Regions from separate parts of the Sus scrofa genome. Here region 2 is linked to region 1. A link is a contact called in public HiChIP or PLAC-seq data. All regions are on one chromosome and are shown on one strand. Each heading gives the region's core, a stretch centred on a gene start, on an enhancer-like site or on the middle of the called end of the contact. The rest is flanking DNA. Distances are from core to core; before and after follow the strand shown.

Evidence for each region. HiChIP or PLAC-seq counts read pairs in DNA pulled down with a chosen protein or histone mark.
Region 2: an H3K27ac HiChIP or PLAC-seq map of alveolar macrophages shows a contact between it and region 1. The contact joins two enhancer-like sites. A contact is called at or near these places in 2 of 2 datasets of contacts at active chromatin or transcription factors (alveolar macrophages and skeletal muscle).

The regions. Positions count from the first base shown.
Region 1 is chr15:64,359,347-64,362,046 of Sscrofa11.1, forward strand. The region is part of intron 7 of CYTIP (cytohesin-interacting protein); the gene reads right to left. Among named protein-coding and RNA genes, the nearest start is that of CYTIP, 61 kb to the right of the region's middle. Within about 2 kb of position 1,260, at least 26 of the 83 cell types and tissues checked have an H3K27ac peak or open chromatin away from gene starts, as enhancers often do. A contact at or near this core is called in alveolar macrophages, where this site is marked.
Region 2 is chr15:64,728,121-64,730,820 of Sscrofa11.1, forward strand. All of the region lies in intron 1 of LOC102166560 (a long non-coding RNA gene), which reads left to right. Among named protein-coding and RNA genes, the nearest start is that of ACVR1, 160 kb to the right of the region's middle. Within about 2 kb of position 1,426, at least 1 of the 83 cell types and tissues checked has an H3K27ac peak or open chromatin away from gene starts, as enhancers often do. A contact at or near this core is called in alveolar macrophages, where this site is marked.

The DNA of each region.
Region 1 (2,700 bases), core at 10-2,509:
AAAAAGTACTAATTATTAGGAAACCCCAGCAAGTATAGCAATTTATTTCTGGGTGTTGCGATTTGTCATTATTTTTTTTTTTCATTTCTTTCTAGCATTAACAAATCCCTCCCATTTATTTAAAGGATTTATATATATATATAAAGGGGAATATTTGAAATGCTAATTTCTCATGAAATAATCTAGTAGCACCAACAAGTTGAAGCAATTACATCATTTTAATAGAAATAGCAGGTAGTAAAAGACCATGACATTTATATATTCTTTATTTAAAAATATTATAGCATCAGGTTTGTTCTTGGGTTTGTGTCCATTTACTAACTGTTTTGCTAAGGCCTCACACTCTAGGCTTCTCCCATCTCTAAGATGAGAACAGAAGAATCTAAACCCCAGGACAGTCATGAGGATTAAATGCATTAGCAGATATAAAATGGTTAGAATGTTGGAACAGAGACTAGAGCTCAGTAAATGTTCAAAAAATACCATCACCATTTTGAATGGATAAAGAAGATGTGGTATATATACACAATGAAATGTTACTCAGCCATAAAAAAGAATGAAATAACGCCATTTGCAGCAACATGGACGGACCTAAAGATTATCATACTAAGTCAATCAGACAGAAAAAGACAAATACCATATGACATCACTTATGTGCAGAATCTAAAAAATGGTACAAATGAACTTATTTATAAAACAGAAAAAGACTCACAGCCATAGAAAACAAACTTACAGTTACCAAAGGGGAAGGCAGGGGGGATAAATGAGGAGTTTGGGATTAGCAGATACAAACTACTATATATAAAATAATAAACAACCAGGACCTACTGTATAACACAAAGAACTATATTTTATTAAATATAACCTATAATGGAAAAGAATTTTAAAAAGAATCTATATCTATCCACCTACCTTTCTATGCATCTACATGTATATGTATAACTGAATCACTTTGCTGTGTACCAGAAACTAACACAACCTTGTAAATCAACTATACTTCAATTGAAAAAAACAAAGAAACAAACTACCATCATCATTCTATAAGTCTGGGGCACCAAAACAGTCTATTGTGCTTGGTATCTATTCATTCTATACCCAAAGGGGAAGACACAATGACCAGCTCTAAAAGGCTTCCTTGGAGAGCTAAACTTAGAACGTTGTGAGCACCCTGACTTCTGAACTGCTTCCTTCCTCAGCTGCCTCATGTGTGAGAGCAGTGGCCCAGGATACAACTATAATATAAGGCCCAGGGCACAAATGTCATGTGAGGGCAACTGCTGTAATGGTCACAACAGCATGTGAGGCCTGGCCTGGCACACAGACAGACCAGCCACGTCGATGGGAATCGAAAGCAAGCCAGGAAGAAGGCAGCTGACCCGGCACAAAGGCTCCTTCTCCCTCCCACCCCTTGTTCAAGACTCTACCCCTTCCTTTGCCATTTCAGGTCCCCACAGTGAACCGGCAGGCAGGCAGAGCTCAGATTTGCCTGTGGACACTTATCCCAAAGGAAAGGCAGCCTCGTTGGAGACAAGCAGTCCTTTGTACAAAGCAAACTGGTAGGGGCAGATGAAGGCTAAAATGAAAAAGAAAAAAAAAGTACATTTGGAAGAGGAAGATGAAGGAAAGAAAGTATTACAAAGACTGTCATTAGGAATTCCCGTTGTGGCGTGGTGGAAAGGAATACGACTAGGTACCGTAAGGATGCATGTTCGATCCCTGGCCTCACTCAGTGGGTTAAGGATCAGGCAGTGTTGTGAGCTGTGGTATAGGTCATAGACGTAGCTTGGATCCTGTGTTGCTGTGGCTGTGGTGTAGGCTAGCCTACAGCTCCAATTTGACCCCTAGCCTGGGAACCTCCATATGCCCCAGATGTAGCCCTAAAAAGCAAAATAAATAAATAAATAATGTCATAAAATGGCTGAAATGGCTGGTTCCTCAGTTCAGGGATTGAATAATCACCCGGTCAGATTTTCTAAGCCTTGATAACAGTAACAGCAGCAATCCTGATGCTTGTCAATATAATATGCAATCAATAAATCAAAGCAATACCTGGCTATTAATATCTCACTCTTTCTATATTATAATAAGTCTACCTGAGTATCAGATTGTTGGGCTACCTTATTCACAGCTCTTGTTACCTATGTAAATCAGTGGTTTTATGAAGGTCTGAGTTAGGAAACCAGGAAGTGCAGAACTAGCAAGGATCTGGCATAGACACCAAGCCCTTTTTTTTTTTTTCTGAAGAGGTTTATCTCTTTTAAGAAAATAGAGTCCAGTTGGGGAGCATAAGGATAGATCGACAGTCAAAACTAAATATAGAGAGAAGAAGAAGTTGTATTTCTGCACTTACTTTCCAGAAATATGAAGTCAGGCCTTGCCAAATAGTTTTTGTGAAAATAAAAGTTTTAAAATATCTAATCTGTTGATTTGGCCCAGTCATCTAAGTACGTCGTCACTTAAACTAAGAAAATACCAGGGTAAAGAGCAGATGTGTCAGAGTGACTAAGAGCTTCCCTATTTTCCTCAGAGTCTGTTTCTGCCTATTATTAACATCAAAGCTGTGTATTTGGGCAAATCTAACCTCTTACTATTAGAAGAAGATAAAGCAGATGAGATCTAAACATACTGGACCACATTACTTCACTGTGCCTGGTTCAGTGCCTGCTACATGGCAGCTGCTCTGTAAATACTGGCTAAATG
Region 2 (2,700 bases), core at 176-2,675, 370 kb after region 1:
CATGTGAACATCTGGTTCTCACTGCACCATATATTGAAGAGATTGTCTTTTCTCCATTGAGTATTCTTGGCCCCTTTGCCAAATATTCGTTGACTGTAAATGCATAAGTTTATTTCTGGGCTCTCAATTCTTTTCCATGGGTTTTTGTGTCTCTTTGGGGGCTAGAAGTATCATACTGCTTTTTAATTATTATTTTAGCTTTATGATATAGCTTGGAATCAGCAACTGTGATGCCTCTCTCTTTGTTTTTCTCTCCCCGGATTGCTTTGGTTATTCAAAATCTATTCTGGTTCCATATAAATTTTAGGTGTTTTTTTGTTTGTTTGTTTGTTTGTTTGTTTTTTGCTTTTTAGGGCTCCACCCATGGCATATGGGGGTTCCCAGGCTAGCTGTCCAGTTGGAGCTACAGCTGCCAGCCTACACCACAGCAGCACAGGATCTGAGCTGCACCTGTGACCCACACCACGGCTCGTGGCAACGCTGGATCCTTAACCCACTGAGCAAGGCCAGGGATCAAACCTGCACCTTCATGGATCCTGCTTGGGCTTGTTAACCACTGAGCCATGAAGAGAACTCCCAAGATTTTTCTATTTTTGTAAGAATGCTATTTAATCTTGGTACTACACTGGATCTATAGATGGCTTTGGGTAGCATGGACGTTTTAATAACATTAATTCTACCAGCCCATAAACACAAGATACATTTATCTTGTCTTTTCTTCTATTTTTCATTAATGTCTCATAGTTTTCTTTCTTAAATTTTTTAATAAATATTTTGTTTTTGATGCTATCATAAATGACTTCATTTTATTTAGATAATTTATTAACATATATAAAAACTATTGATTTTAATGTAATTTTGTATCCACATTTTCCTGAATTTTTATTAGTTTTTTCTTAAAGTTTTATCAAGCTGTAATTAACATATAACATAATGATTTGATTTACATCATGAAATGATGATCACAATAATTTAGTGATCACCTGTCATCTCATATAGATACAAAATTAAAGTAGTGGAATTTTTTTTTTCTTGAACTCTTAGGATATACTCTCTTAACAACTTTTGTATATAATATACCCCAATGTTAATTATATTTATTGTGCTGTACATTACATACCTAGTATTTATTTATCTTATAGCTGAGTCTGTACCTTTTGAATGCCTTTATCCCATTTCTCCCTTCTCCCATCCCCTGCCTGTGTTAACCACAAATCTGTTTTCTTTTTCCTAAAATTGTTTCTTTTTTGAAGTATAATTGATCTACAACATTAGTTCCTATTAAACAACATAGTAATTCAGTATTTCTACACATTTTCAAATGATCAACATCACCATACAAAAATACCTAGTTAATAACTATATTTCCCATGCTGTGTATTTCATACTGTGACTCATCTATTTTGCAACTGTAAAGTTTGTATGTCTAATCTCCCTTACGTATTTCTTTCCTCCTCCAACCCCCTCCTCTCTAGCAACCACTTGTTTGTTCTCTGTATCTGTGACTATTTCTGTTTTATTGTATTTGTTGTTGTTTGGTTGTTTTTTTTTTTTTTGATTTCACATAGATGTGAAATCATTCAGTATTTGTGAATTAGACTTAATGGCTTTTCAGTGGAGTACTTAGGGTTATCTACATGGGAAATCATGTCATCTGCAAATAGAGACAATTTTACTTCTTTCTTTCCAATTTGTATGTCTTTTATTTCTTCTTTTTGCCCAATGCTCTGGCTAGGACTTCTAGTTCTATGTTGAATAAAAGTATTAAGAGTGAGCATCCTCCTCTCATTGTTGATTGCAGAAGAATAGGTGTCAGCCATTTCACCATTGAGTTTGATGTTAGCTGTAGGCTTGTTGTATATGGCCTTTATCATTTGAGGTAGTTCCTCCGATACCTAAATTGTTAAGAGTTTTTATCATGAACAGATGTTGAATTTTGTCACAATGTGTATATTTCTATATCTATTGAAATTGTTTTTTTCTTTCACTCTGTTAATGTTTTGGATCACATTGATAGGCATATATTGACTCATCTGTGCATCCTAGGGATAAATCCCACTTGATCTTTTTTAATGTGCTACCAAATTCAGTTTGCTAGTGTTTTATTGAAAATTTTGTGTACTTAATATTCATCGAGGACATTGGCCTGCATTTTTTTTTTTTTTTTTTTGTAGTATCCTTTTCCGTCTGGGTAATGCTGGCCATGTAAAATGAGTTTGGGAATGTTTCCATCTCCTAAGGTTTTGGGGGGGGTTGTTTTTTCCTTTGTTTTTGAAAGAGATTGAGATGGACTGTTGATAGTTCTCCTTTAAATGTTTAGTATACTTCACCAGTGAAACCATCTGGTGCTGAGCTTTTCTTTTTGGGGTGAGTTTATTTTTCATCAAGTCTCCTTGCTAGAAATTGATCTCTTGATTTTCTATTTTTTTTTTCTGATTCAATCTTGTTAGATTTTATGTTCCTAATAGTTTTTCATTTATTCTAGGTTGTCCAGCTTGTTGATGTGTGGTTGTTCATAGCAGCTTCTTTTAATCGTTTTGTATTTCTGTATTGTCAGCTATAATATCTTCTATTTGATTTATAATACTGTTGGTTTGAGTCCTTTCTACTTTTCCTTGGTTAGTATAGCTAAGGTTAGTCAATTTTGCTTATCTTTTCAAAGAAACACTCTTAGCTTTATTCATCTTTTCTATTGTTTTC